Linked DNA regions of Mus musculus: all the other regions are linked to region 3. A link is a contact called in public ChIA-PET data. All regions are on one chromosome and are shown on one strand. The core of a region is the stretch at or near the end of the contact, and the rest is flanking DNA. Distances in the headings are between cores, read along the strand shown. Region 1 holds the start of Rnf2 (ring finger protein 2). Region 2 holds the start of Trmt1l (tRNA methyltransferase 1 like). Region 3 overlaps Gm36297 (a long non-coding RNA gene).

Region 1 (4,553 bases), core at 1,599-4,098, 430 kb before region 3:
AGTCCAGCCAGGACTGCACAGAGAAACCCTGTCTCAAAAAACCAAAACCAAAACCAAACCAAAACAAAACAAAAAACCCAAAACCAAACACACACACACACACACACACACCCCAACTAACTCTCCTTTTCTTCCTGAGCTAAGTTCGAGAATGCACCATCCTTGTAGATGTATTGACTTGGGTAACTGGTTCTGGCCAGTGGAATTCCATCAGTGATCGTGTCTCTTCCAAAGTAAGTTTTTGAAAGCTCCCGGTTATTCTTCAGTTTCTTTCTTTCTCTGCTACAGAGAATGAATTACTGTGACTCAGGTGCATCGATGGCTATTCTTAGTTGTCCATTTGACTATATCTGGAACTAACAAAAACCAAAAATGGAGGGGTATTTGCTTAATTTGAAGTGGGAAGATCCACTTCTAATCTGGATCTTTGATCTGGGAAGAGGCCTCTTTAATCAGGGCCACAGCTTCTGCTGGAAGTCTTTGCAAGCACATGGAAGAAGGAAGTTTTTGTTCTTTGCCTGCTTGCTCTTGCATTGCTAGCAAAACCATTCCTTCACTGGCATTGGAGACCACGTCTTTGGGATTCCTGCGTATACTACGGACTAGCTAAGATATCCCACCCTGTGGACTGAACTACTAGACTCTTGGACAGTCCATTTATAGGCAGCCATTATTGGGTTAGCTGGACTATAGCCATAGTGAGTATAATAAATTCCATTTCTCTCTAGAGAGAGATTCATTCTATAAGTCCTGTTACTCTAGAGGTCCCTGACTAACACAAGGGCTACAGCTAAGAGATTGAGGTCTCTGTCAATCTGGTTTCCAGAGAGACTGGAACAGTGATTTTGATTCTAATTAATCACTAAGGATGAGCAGGCGATAAACCTGTGTTGTATTGAATCTAAAGGTTTTAGAAATATTTCTTACCAAATGGCAGAACATAACTTTCCTGTTTAAGCCAATCTAGGATGATCCATTCCAAGTTTTTTGGTTTTCTTCCAGACAGGGTTTCTCTGTGTAGCCCTGGTTGTTCTGGAACTCACTCTGTAGACCAGGCTGTCCTTGAACTCACAGAGATCCATCTGTCTATGCCTCCTGAGTGCTTGGATTAAAGGTGTGGGCCACCGCAGACTGGTCTCATGCCAGTGAAGAGGTAAAATAGATGAAGTCACACTGATTTGTTAGAAGTATCTTTGTACTAAAGGATTTTTAGCCCAAAGTCTAACTTTTTAAATAATTTTTAATCTAAATATCCCATACGTTTTCTTCTTTAAAGACAATCCTACTGTGACCCTTTAAATAGGATATTAGATTTACCTGTATCTTCTGTGCTCCCTATAAATGACGGCCTTCCTTAACACTGATTGACTGGCTTCAAGCAGTTACACATCACGATTTCCAGAAGCGTTTGAACTAGAGCAAAGAGTTCTCAATTATGAACATTCCGCTTTGATGGAAGGTCAGTGTTTCTGCTCCAGACTACCCGTCTCCAGAGGATGGAGGAACACAACACTCGGGGTTATTTTGGCTTTGATTCACATCCCGGGAAAAGTTTAACCTTGGGCTTTTTAAATTGCTAGAGTGGACAGTAAGTGTGAGCACCAATCCTGGTTGGTCACATCTGGGATTAACAAAACACCAAACAACTGAGCACACTCGTGAATGTTTTCTTGATTGGATCATTCAAGCCTTGAAGTCCCATCTGAACTCTTTGCCACACCTTCTGTGGTAGCATACAAAAAAGGAAGGGGTGAGTAGAAAGCTTTCGCCAGCAAGATCTGATGCTGAGACATTACTTTACTGATATTAAAAAACACTTCTTTGGATTCCAACATAGGCCAACGACCCGCTGACACAGCCAGCACCAAGGGCTTAAAACTACTAGGTTCTTCACCTTGTAGTTTGGAGACAGTACTGTTGGCTTAGACCACAGCCTGTAAGCCACTCTAATACCCACCCCACCTCTCTCTATATTGCATATACTTAATATCCCCCCTCTCTATATGCTGAATATATTTAATATATATGCATTCTATTAGTTGTTTCTATAGAAAACCCCGAATAATACAATAAGTAAGAAAATTTTAAGCCACAGAAAAGGAATTCCATAATAACGTTACTGGAAGCTATAAGCCACCTCGCCCAATTTCAGTGCAGTGCAAATTAAGTGCCTTCCCATTTATCATCTGCTATTCTTGATTATCCTTTCAAGAGACCATGACCAATGAAACATTTTGAAGTTAGGGAACTTTTTTTCCTACGTGTTACTTAAAAGTTAAATGCAGGAATTACCGAGTGACAACTTGCAGGCTATTTTTTTGGGTAGTGGTGGTGGTAATGACAACTATCTATGGCTACTTATATTTTCAAATTCAGAACACTGAAAGCGTCAAGGAGGTCGATATAAAGAGTAGCAAGGAGATCATTAGGGACGTACTAACAAGCGCCTATTTCCAGAGTTGAAGGTCACTTTCCTTAGATCTTGCTGGCTTTGTATGCCTTAGAGATCCAAAGTCCGGAAAGTTCTGCAGCAGAAACCCTGAGGATTTACTTGGGCTGGGATGACTACGAGGACGAGGACGAAGTCAGGGGCTGGAAGCCCAAATCGAAACCTCAGCAGCGGGAGGGAAGGCGCAACCTGTGGGCTCAGACAGGCCCAGAAAGGCTCCAGGACGGGGGAAACAGACAGAAAGAAGACGCCCAAGTCAGCAGGCGTTGGCTGGGGGCTGCGCCGGCGCTGGGGGCGTCTGGCGAGCTGTAGCCACGGGCGGGGGCGGAGCCAGGGCCAGGGTGTGGGCGTGGCCCGGCGGTCCGGGCCTGCACTAGGCACGCCCCTTCCCCTACGCCAGGGGCCTCCCCGCGCGGTGCGCGTCCGCGTCCCGCGCCTCCGCCTCCTCGCTCGCTCGCTCGCTCGCTCGCTCCTTCCCGCCCTCCCCGCAGCTCCGGCCGAGCCGGCTCCCCCCTCCCCAGTCTCTCATGAATATTGAGCGGCCCCTGTTGTATTTCCCGAGCTCCATTGCGGAAGCCGAGACTCGCCATATTGTGCGGCGGCGCCGGCGGTTGATTCTCGAGTCTCGCTCCGGCCACTGCCAGCGCACCCCCGGGCTGGGGCAGGAGCCGGTGAGCTAGGCAGGGAGGGGGATGGCGACGTCTGCGAGGGCGGCGGGCTGGGGCAGGGGCACCCGGAACGGGCCGCGGCCCGAGCGGCGGCGGGGCTGGGGGTGTGTGTGTGTGTGTGTGTCCGCGGCCGCGAGGGGCCGTGAGGCGATGGCGCCGCCGCCCCCGGCCGTTCGCTCCGCCGCTCGCGGCCCGCCCGGGAGGGCTCATTGTTCGCGGCCCGTGAGCACCGGGCTGGCGAAGCGTCCGGAGCCCTTCGGGGAAGCGCACCCGCGCGGCCCTGGGCTTACGGCGGCCGGGGCCTCGAGGGCGGCACCGGAGCGCTGGGAGAACTTAGCCCTGGGCTTGCTCGCGGGGCCCGGAGGTCGGCGCCGTGGGGGCGGGGAGGGGCGCTCCGGGCCGACAGCTCTCCTTTGGGACCTGGCACCGGGGTGGGCTCGGGATCCCCTCTCGGCCCCACATTCCTGGAGAGCCGCCGCCTGCCCCGGAGTATCTGTTGCCGCCTCCGCGAGCCACGGGCTCACCCTGGAGGCGGTGTTGGGGGAGGGGGCGACTCCGTGGGTTCGAGCTGCTTCGCGTTTTGACCCCGGGCTGTGTTTGCCGAAATCCTTGGTCCACTCCCTCTGCCTGTCGGCTCCCGAGTCCCGGCCCTTGTTAGAATCGTTTCCTCGCTTCAGAAGTCGCCTTCATACTCGCAGAGATATTGTTGTTGGTTTAAAAAAAAAAAAAAAAAAAAAGGTCGGTCTTGGAAACTTTGAGGTTCCTTTCTTTGCTTTTGCCCACCGGAACAGATTACCGATTCATGTCCCCGAAGCCCCGTTGGGTGTCTTTTTAAAGAAGCTGTCGGAAGTTTGTATGCCTTGTGACTTGTTGTGGAAATGTCAGACTTTCTACACGGTGTGTGAAAAAGCTTAGCTAGGCTTTTAAGTATTTGGTATGCGGTTATTTCTTTTGAAATAAAAAAAAAGGAAGGCATAGTGTCAAGTAATTTAAGCCATATTTTAATTAAAAGTACCATAAGTCATTTGCATTCAATTATTTTTTGATAGTTTCGAGATAATCAACTGGAGTACTTAGTGGAATTGGTATCTAATTATTTGTAATTGTTGAATATTTTAATAAAGCAAATGTCGGGTTTTGAGATTTATTTTATTTTTATTTATTTACTTTTGCAAGCGACCCATTCAGTATTTTGAGATTTATTTTATTTTTATTTATTTACTTTTGCCAGCGACCCATTCAGTATTGTCCAGGCAAGCTGGCCTCATACTCGATACTGAGTTTAAGGCAATCCTCCTGTCTCAGCTTCCCTGGTGACAAGATTATAGACATTCAACACAGCTGTCTTACATTTTGTGTCTTAAGTTGAACTTTTAACCTCTGATTTATAAAGAACTTAAACGGCAACAATATTACTCCTGGATATACCTCTTTGC
Region 2 (5,038 bases), core at 1,212-3,711, 350 kb before region 3:
TTCTGTTAGGCAGTACAATATAAGAGGATCCTAATAAAATTAATAAGTTAGAAAAAGAAAACTGAAAATTATCTAGTCCACTATTGAAGGAAAATTTCAAAACCTGTCTGAAAATTCTTTTTATATCTTTCTAATCTTTTCTGGTTCAACATGGTAATATCATTCTGTATTTAAACACTCTTTTTTTTTTTTTTTTTTTTTTGGTTTTTCAAGACAGGGTTTCTCTGTGTAGCCCTGGCTGTCCTGGAGCTCACTTTGTAGACCAGACTGGCCTTGAACTCAGAAATCCACCTGCCTCTGCCTCCCGAGTGCTGGGATTAAAGGCGTGCGCCACCACGCCCGGCACACTCCTTTTTTTTTTTTTTTAAATAGCATACTCATAATCAATAAAGTAAACCTGTTAAATCAGACAAACCCAATATACTAGAAGGTTCTTTCACAATTTCTTCTGTTACTTTTTCCTCAAATTTCAATTCTATTTCAGAATCACCATTTTCATCTTGCCTAGCTGCTACTGCCTTCAAAGGACTAACTAGATCTGAAAATACATTTTCAAAGGATTAGTGCGTGTTTAAAGGTTTCAACAGCACAAATTCTTCACAGTAGAAATTTGTAATTGTTGTAGCACATATAATCAAATGTTTGCAACCCTCTTCCCCTAAGACAGACTTTTGGGACAATGTCTCCCTAGGCAGCTCAGGTTGATCTCCAAGCTACCAGGCCTGCCTGAATCTCTGGAGTGTTAGGATTACAGGCATACATACCATGAGGAGTCACTATGCCCCATGAGGCATTTTAAGGCATTAAAATGGTGAAGAAGTAAAGAAGCATTCCCCAAACAGCTGAACTATGTCCGATTTAAACATGATCAGGTGGGTGGTAGCTATTCCCTTAACAGTGTAAAAGTCCCTATCCATCAGGTTGTATGTAGAGGGAGAAAAGGCCTTGTTTTGCACTAAAAGCTGTGATCCCAAATGATGAGTCTACTGGATGATTTTTGTCTTTCCTGGGATCAATTCTGCTGCTCTTGAATGTGGTTGTAGAACTGCAAAATAATTCTCTTAGATTATGACTGTTTTATGTACATTTAACCCCCAACTGGCCTAGAAATATGAATTAATTCCTCACGCGATAATTCAGAAGGAGTATAAAGATCCATTTATGGACCACAGATTTGTTGAAAAAAAAAACAAAACTCGTTGAATTTTTTTTTTTTAGGCCCGCTGTGCAAAATGTTAAGAAGATCCTTAAAATGCTAATAATTATCAGTCTTATGTTTCTTATATGAACCGAAAAACCACCACTCGGAACATGTATAAACACATTCAGAAAATAAAAATATGGGCTATACGTTTTCACGATCGTTGTCCTTTGGAATGAAGTACAAAGCTCAATTAGTATTTGGCAGATACAAGAGACGGAGTTTCTATTCTCGGGAGCAAAGTATACTCCAGCAATGAGACAAATCCATCAGTGTGTATAAGTCCTGACTGAAAAATGCTTTCAGTTTCTCAATCTTGATCTACTACTACCTTAGTACCTCCATTACTGTAACACAGTGGAAAGTTTTAAAACTATTGTAGACTGGGTTGAGATGGAAACTACTAAAGACACTAACGGACACAGCCACTAATTTCATTGTTTATTTTTCTCTGCCTCACGCCTGGCCTTCATATATCCTTCAGGATGATATCCTCGAGGTTTATGGAAGAAGTATCCCTTTCCATGCTGTATTCCTTTTACTCTTACCTGCCGCTCTGGTTCCTCCTCCTCCTCCCATTTTTCTAAATTTGCCTTTCCACATTAAAAAAAACACCCTGGAGAAGGGCCTCCCCTATTCCCCAGCGAGGCATGGTTTCTCGCTTCTCTGCGGCAGAGAGATCAGGCCGTCTGCACTTACTGCTTTCAGCCTCCTCGGGGACAGAGGCTAGGGACGGGGACAGGGCCGGAGCCGGGGCCGGGGCAAGGGCTGGGGCTGGATCCGAGTCCGGCGTCGGAGCCGAGTCCAGAGCCGTATCTGCGGCCGGAGCTGGGACCGGAGCCGAATCCGGGGCCCGGGTCGGGACCCTGACCTGGGCCTCCTCCTTCTCCTGGGGTAGCAGCTCCTCCTCCGCCATATTCTCCATAGTTACGGCCTCCGAGCCAGGGGACGCGGAGGGGACTCGCGGCGGAGTGGGTTAATAGACGTTAATGCACACAGGGCTGGATCCAAGGGCGGGGAAGCAATTGGGAAGGCTGTACGCGTGCCACAGACAAACGGCGGAGCTCCAGTGACCCAACCCTGTCAGCAGAAAAACTGAAAGCCAGAGGCAGCGGTTCGACCCTTCGCCGGCTTCCCCTTCCCCGAGGCGTTACGACGCCACCACAGACTGCGCAGAAGCGTGTGGCGGACAGTGTCCAATGAGGAAAAAGAGTTCCGTTTCCTCGGTACGTCCTCTGCATCACTGGCCGCCACCGAACCGAAATAAGACTACAACACCCAGGAGGCATCGCGCCTCATGGGCGGTGCTCAGTTCCGGTCCTTGGAGGAAACACACACAGAGCGCCGAGAACTCTAGAATTGCCTGGAGCGTTCGGCTCCTGGCGGGGGTCCGAGTACAGAACTACATTTCCCAGTGTGCAGCGGGCTCTGGGAAGGCGCTTTGGGTGTCCGACTGGTCCGGGGAATCGCCACTGTCGCTGTGGCTGCTGCTGCCGCGGACTCAGGTAAGTTAGGGTATTCCGGGCGCGTGGACATCTCTCTGGGCGACAGCTTTTCACTGCTGGCCTCCTGTACCCGGACGTCGGTCGGGCTCGGGACCCGCGAGCTGAGGTCTGGGCCGGGCGACTGCGGGGGCTGGTCGGAGGTCGGCCGGCTCGTGGAGTGTGTGGCCGGGTTGCTCCAGCTGGACCTGAGGCGGTGGGGGGACCGATGGCGGCTTGTGTGGGGGTGGGCCGAGGCAGTTTATGAATCCCAGAAGCACTTTTCTGTCAGCCCCCTGAGGTAGAGTCCTGACTCCGCTCTCCACAACTTTCCCCCCCACAACTTGCGACCCGGACGCTCTTCACTTTTTCAATTTTGCCTCTAGGTTAAGGATAGCAGAATAGGCGCGGTGTGGTTGTAGGAGATTGTTTTGCAGTTTTGACCTGTTTTGTTTTGTTTTTTTTTAGGCTTTTACTAACAAATGTATCACTTTGATGCATTTCAGATTCTCTAAGGAATATGGCCAGGGAATCCTCTGCGCCTCAAGTTTTATAAATATATATATCCTGGACTTGTTTATCACCGAAGTCTTATTTGTTCTCTTCACTTTATTTCTAATAAGCACACTGGAGCAGACTGGAAAAACAAAACAAAAACAACCCAAATTGATCTTTCTTTCAGGTTGCCTGCTTCGGACTGTCTTGAGCGTTTAAGGCAAGAGGGGAGGTTCTCAGGTTTTTTTCCTCTGTTGGGAAACCATAGGAGACGGTGTGTGATTGTTTGTTACTTTGAAATGCTGTCTGGAAGTTTTGCTCTCTCATTGTCCTTCCTAGTTGGAGTGTTTGAAGGTGTTTTTCCTTCCCCAGTTTAACGTAAACTTTGTCCCCACCAGTCTTTTGCAAGTTCTAAAGCCCTTAAGGGCTACGAATGTACTTATCTCAGTGGTAAAGTATTTGCTTAGCTCCTTAGCTTAAAGGTCAGAAGCCTGGCCCCACAAGACGACTGAAGGCCTTTTAACCGCTTTTGGACTAGGATTCCTATGTGGGGAGTTAACTATTTAACGATTAAAAGTGAGACAATAGCACCTATTACAACCTGTAGAAATGGTAACTAGGACCAGAGAGATTGTTCAGTGGTTTAGGTCACCTGCTTTTCTTGCGGAAGACTCTTATCAGTTCCCAGCCATCCACTTGACAGATGGAAACCATCTGTAACTCCAGGTCCCAGGGATTTGATGCCCTCACAGAGACTTGAATGCAGACAAAACACATAAAGCACATAAATACATAATATATTAAAAAAAAAGAAATGGTATTATTTTTAATTGACAGAACACCTCACCCCACCTCACCCCTCCCTCTGCCTTTGGTATTCATAACAGGCACTGTGTCTTAGCTCTAAATGACATCCTTAGTACTTGTAGTACTTGTTTTTTTTTTTTTCCCATTTATAAAAAGAGTAAATGATTAATTTGAGAGCTTGACTCAATATTTTAACCTTATTTAACACCAGCTAGAAAACAGATGACAACAATTTAATGTTAGCATGGGGATTCTGTGGCAGTTTAAATTCAGAATTTCTAAGCATGAGGGAATTTTCAGTTTAAAGGCTTAGGAGAGTATATTAAGCATCAGTTGCATTACTGCATAAGCTATCTTATATTTTTGTTTGTTTGTTTTTTCACATCAAGGTTTCTCTGTGTAGCCCTGGCTGTCTTGGAACTCACTCTGTAGACCAGGCTGGCCTTGAACTCAGAAAAACAGCCTGCCTCTGCCTCCCAAGTGCTGGGATTAAAGGCGTGCGCCACCACGCCCGGCCCTGTTAAGCAACAATAAAAATAATTTCAACAGTTTTTGTGGACCAGGAATTAAAAATGAACTTCCTGGCTGTATTAGGATTTGGGTCTTTAACGACGATATACTGAAGCTACCTGGTAGATCCACTGTTGTCAGGTAAAGACTTGACATGGGTCAGCTTCAAAGTTACTCACATGCCAGAAACTTGATTTTGGTTGCTGGACTATTTGAGTGACTGTGTTGTGGAAATGTCAGTGAAATAAACCCTCCTCAAGTTGCTTTTAATCATGGTTTTTATTATAGCAATAGAAATCCTAGCTAATATATACCATGCAGTGGCTTTGATTATACGGGTTAGTCCTGTTTATTATGGAAGATGCTATATAAGCATTATTGAACCAAAAGCTGCAATGTTTTAGGTGAACAATCTTATGGCAGGACATTTTAGAATTTTTCTACCTTTGATCCCTTTTTGCTTGAAATGATTTTATTGGACCCAGGGTTATAGAGATTTAAAATAAATACAAATCTAACATTTCTGAAAACCTTAAATTTATTT
Region 3 (4,318 bases), core at 1,665-4,164:
CATTCTTTAAAATAACCAAGACTGGGGCTGCAGAGGTGGCGCCATGGTTAAGAGCACTTGGGGATTGGTTGCTATCATTCACATGGTGGCGCGCAACTGCCTATAACTCTAGTTGCAGATGTCCTTTGCTGGCCTCCATGAATATTCTACACACATGGGGCACAGGCAAAACATTCATACCCATAAATGAAAAAAAAAAAAAACACCCACAAGGCTGAGGCAGGAGGATTGGTTTGAGTTCAAGGCTAGCCTGGGTTACAGAGTGAGAGCCTGTCTCAAAAAGAGAAATGGGAAGGCGGTGGGGAAGAAAGTTAATTATTGTTTTGATACCAAGTTGTCTGGATTCCAATCAGAAGCAAATTGATATTTTAGTCATCTGAAGCAATTCTAACAAAATAACTTGGTGATTCATTAGATACTTTGCGGCAGTAAGATTGCAACTTGTTTTCAAATGTACTCTATTAAAGGGTGTGTTTGTGAAAGGTAGAGTAGGCACAGAAGGCGACTTTTCACCGTCCTCTCAGTCGACGTCAATGCAGCGGTTTAGTTCTTTTCTTCCAACTCCTGTACATCTCCAGAGAACCAATAAAGTGAGTCCTTTGATGTGAAGAGAATGCTAACCATAAGCTATAACCACAAAATATCATCTAAGAGGAGCATTGAAGTGTTATTGATTGTTCAAATGGACTCGTCCGTCTGAAACTGTCATTTCTTGGACATAGTTCCCCTTATTACTTGTAATAATTATTGTTGTATTTTATCCGGTCTCTCACTTCTGAGGGCCAGCGTTACAAGACAATGATGACTTCAACGGAAGACAGTTTGTTCTACCTTCTAACTCCTCAATAATGGCTCTTGTTTTCATTCCGTTTCTAAAATGGACACCATCAAGGATTGCTGATCATTCATTGTTCTCTGGAAAAGCAAAACATGTTTTTAACCAGGCTTACGAAGAAAGTTGACAATCATTATAAATAAGTTTATTTCTCAGAAAAATACAAGATTGTTATTAAAGTTTCCTAGGTCACTCCAGATAGTAAGTTAAAAAAAAAAATAAACTATTCATTATTTAGGTGTTTGTTAGTGGCAGCATTAATGTGAGAAACGAGGCGGGGAAATCATACAAACACAAATCCATTTTTGAGTCTTTGAGTTACACTGCAATGGATTATGGGATTGATTATGAGGTGAGAGACTATCTCCAGATATCTCGGGCACTACTCCATGTCCTTGGGCACCAAGAACAGAGTATAGATCATACTGTAGAGTTGCTCACTTTCACACTAGTGCAAAACTAGGTAGCTCTCACTAGCCTAGCAATGTGTGGAATACTTGTCAGAATTAAAGGACATGGTGTTGTTTTTAAAGGCATCTACCAAACTCCAAACAAAAAGAGAAGCCACGAGCAGAAGCCAGGGAGAGGTTTGTGTCTTTGTTGATTATCCTTAACCATTGACAACCAAACTTTATCACCTCCCCTGACCCTCTTTGGAGAGAAGCTATTCATCTCTTGCTCGCCTGTAGACCCTCTGGAACTTACTCACACTTTATGATATTTTAGCAGTGCCCCAAGCTCATCTTGTCTCTGCTGTGAGTTCCTTATCCAGGGCAGCCTTTCTAACAGGTTCAGCATCTTCCCTTAGCAGTTCTTCATTCTCTTGTTGCCCAAGTTCTACGTAGCTAGTCTCTATCTTTCTCTAAACGGTATAAAAACTGTCCTGGATCAGAAAGCTGCTGCTCATGAGATGAAATTGCAGGTGGCACATTAGAACATGCTTTTCCCTAACAGCAGCACACTGACTTAGTCATCACACTTCCTCTATCCCAGCGATGCCAAAACTTACAAGCTTCGTGTACCCTGTCCTCCGGAAAATGACTTCCAAGTTCTTTTCTTCTTTGGAGGTAAATTGCTCATGTAGATTCCTAGAAAAGGAAATGTATTTCATGTCAGTTCCAGAGACAGCCTCACGTATGTGGCCTAATATGCCTTTTTAATGGTCTAGATCAAGTAATAGCCAAATGCAAAATTTAAAAATTATCCTTCCTTCTACCAGGAAGTCAACAAACACAAAGTAATTTCAGGATGGGTTCATACATAGGGGGAAAGAATAACTGTGCCATTGTACTTTTTGTTACTCAACAGGTTCAGGACGCCCCTAACAACAGCTCTTGGTAGAGCAGAGGTTTGAGATCAGGTGTGAAACCTTGCAAAAGAGTCATTTTCCAGTTTCAGTGTTGCTGGAATATCACCACTGGGCAGAGGTGAGGCTTAAGCTCCAAACTTCCCCTTAAACTGTGTAGAATTGGCACCTCAGGCTTACAGGTCAGTTTCACAATCTGTAATATTCAGGTATGGCGGAGGTTTACCTAGAAAGACCAGAATCAATGTCTTAGATGTGGCAACCGAATATGTGTCTGTGTTCTAAGACAAGTGCGGCAGGGAAACCACTGAGGTAGACGACGTTCAGTCACTGCGATGTGTGCTTGCTGAGCAGCCACGCTAGCAGTGACAGTTTCCCTTTGCTTTCTCGTTTGAAAGCAAGCAGAGTTCAGAGCAAGCAGTGGTCCACTGGCTCTCTAAAGAAGATATAATGTGCTTTGTATTCCAAGATGATAATGAAGTTTATATCAGAGACACATGGTTGGACATGCTCATACTTTCCTCTGGCATCCCACAGTTAGGCATTCATCTTGTTTTATATTCACATATCCATGCAAAGGTCTTACCACTCCACGTTTGGTTTACTGTCGCCCATGTCTCATTTCCCCTCCAGCCCTTGCCTTGCCTCCCACTGGAACACCGAAGAGAGATGGAAAGGGGCGCACACGGAGGACACTCAGAACAGTCTGTAAGATTCAACTTATCTAAGAAACTGCTTGCAACTGAACTTTGATAGGCACGACTGTGGTGGCAAGAGAGAGAAGCAGTTTGAGGAAGTGCGTCTAGAAGATACTTAAAAAGGAATAGAGAGGAAGTTCTCTGCCATGCATATGCAAATTCCGATTTGTATTTGAGCCTGCCAATAAATCCTTCTGGAAGTTTTTTTATTTTTTTTTTTTTTGCATTTATGTATTTTATGTCGCATTAAACTGTGCCATTTTTGGATTTATTCTTTATTTCTTTATTTATTTATTATATCTAAGTACTCTGTAGTTGTCTTCAGATGCACCAGAAGAGGGCGTCAGATCTCATTACGGATGGTTGTGAGCCACCATGTGGTTGATGGGATTTGAACTCAGGACCTTTGGAAGAGCTGTCAGTGTTCTTAACCACTGAGCCATCTCAGGCCGTGGATTTATTCTTAATAATCCATTTTGGAGAGTTTACATTGAGCTGCTGATAAAGACCATCTTCACTTAATGAAGCAAACTGGAAAGTATAGTGTGTTGTATGATCTTCATATATCATGGCTCCATTGCAGAATGAGCTTGGTTCTATTCTGAATACTGAAGAAATGTAGAAAGAAGGAGACTACATTTGGTGACAATTATGGAATGAAATTGAGGCACATGCGGGTGATATTTTTATTAATTGCCCTTCAGTATTCGTTTCCATTCTTAGCAATAGCTTTGGATTTTACCTTGCTGAGAATAAAGACTGTTTCCCATCTCGACTGAAGCAATTCGTGGCCACGTGCCTAAGTGCCGGAGAGTGGACTATGGGTAAAGGTATGCTACTTTCTCTATTTTTCCAAGAATGGGAAACGAAGGAAGCTTGTGAATAGAAATCTAGTCTTTTGGACCCTGGAGCTCCACATCAATGTTAAATAATCGACTTCTAGGGTTTTCTATGAGGAAGGAACTGGTTTGTTTAAACCTATATCATATTAGGTATAATTTTGGGGTAGGGGAAACAGGACAGAATTTCAACTGATGTGTAATTATAAATTTGGAGGTTGATTTTAGCATTTTTTTTCTGTTAAAGTGATGTCACGCTGAATTCTAGAGTTTGAGATTCTGTTTTTAGAGGCCTCACACTTTAGATTGGGCCACTCCTATTCAAGCTGAAGTAATGTTGATGTAAAAGCCAATATATGTTATTCAGTGGCTGTTATTCAAGTTTCTAAGAATAGAGAAGTGTGAAAGTAATCATTTGATTTGAATTATTGATTCCCCTTTTCTGAACAGAAGTGGGCTTCCTTTCTAGCTACGTTTGTCCTTAATATCACTCCACCTCAGATTGGGGCTCTCAGATAAACATAGTTTTAGTATTTCGGTCTTATAAAGAGATACAACGTTCACTTAAATTCACTCTGTGTAGAAGTGTGTAGCAGTGGGGGATGGGGGACTGGGGGTACCCGTCAGAAAGTCCCAGATG

The links. ChIA-PET counts read pairs in DNA pulled down with a chosen protein or histone mark.
Region 1: a contact with region 3 is called in an RNA polymerase II ChIA-PET map of memory CD8 T cells, with 10 read pairs. The contact joins the promoter of Rnf2 here to the enhancer-like site in region 3. A contact is called at or near these places in 2 of 39 promoter capture datasets (cranial neural crest and pre-B cells), 2 of 484 Hi-C or Micro-C datasets (CD4 T cells and CD8 T cells) and 1 of 115 datasets of contacts at active chromatin or transcription factors (memory CD8 T cells).
Region 2: an RNA polymerase II ChIA-PET map of memory CD8 T cells shows a contact between it and region 3, with 30 read pairs. The contact joins the promoter of Trmt1l here to the enhancer-like site in region 3. A contact is called at or near these places in 13 of 39 promoter capture datasets (the 3T3-L1 cell line, 3T3-L1-derived adipocytes, the C10 cell line and 10 more), 1 of 15 datasets of contacts at CTCF or cohesin (pro-B cells), 2 of 484 Hi-C or Micro-C datasets (bone marrow-derived macrophages and nephron progenitors), 30 of 115 datasets of contacts at active chromatin or transcription factors (the 230-238 cell line, the SCID.adh cell line, acute myeloid leukemia and 21 more) and 3 of 9 other capture datasets (adipose tissue, liver and pancreatic islet).

Annotation. Positions count from the first base shown.
Region 1 is chr1:151,499,286-151,503,838 of GRCm38.p6, reverse strand. It overlaps Rnf2 (ring finger protein 2), which reads left to right and starts at 2,848. Exons shown (of 7, transcript NM_011277.3): 1 at 2,848-3,120.
Region 2 is chr1:151,425,965-151,431,002 of GRCm38.p6, reverse strand. Trmt1l (tRNA methyltransferase 1 like) reads right to left here and starts at 2,461. Exons shown (of 15, transcript NM_026876.4): 1 at 1,901-2,461. The coding sequence starts at 2,126. It overlaps Swt1 (SWT1 RNA endoribonuclease homolog (S. cerevisiae)), which reads left to right and starts at 2,568. Exons shown (of 20, transcript NM_025819.4): 1 at 2,568-2,706.
Region 3 is chr1:151,073,252-151,077,569 of GRCm38.p6, reverse strand. It overlaps Gm36297 (a long non-coding RNA gene), which reads right to left. Exons shown (of 4, transcript XR_387468.4): 3 at 1,845-1,923; 4 at 240-915. It overlaps Gm36139 (a long non-coding RNA gene), which reads left to right. Exons shown (of 3, transcript XR_387463.3): 2 at 2,144-2,262; 3 at 2,775-3,110. Among named protein-coding and RNA genes, the nearest start is that of Gm36077, 8.5 kb to the left of the region's middle. Within about 2 kb of position 2,914, at least 51 of the 459 cell types and tissues checked have an H3K27ac peak or open chromatin away from gene starts, as enhancers often do. A contact at or near this core is called in CD8 T cells, bone marrow-derived macrophages, memory CD8 T cells and 1 more, where this site is marked.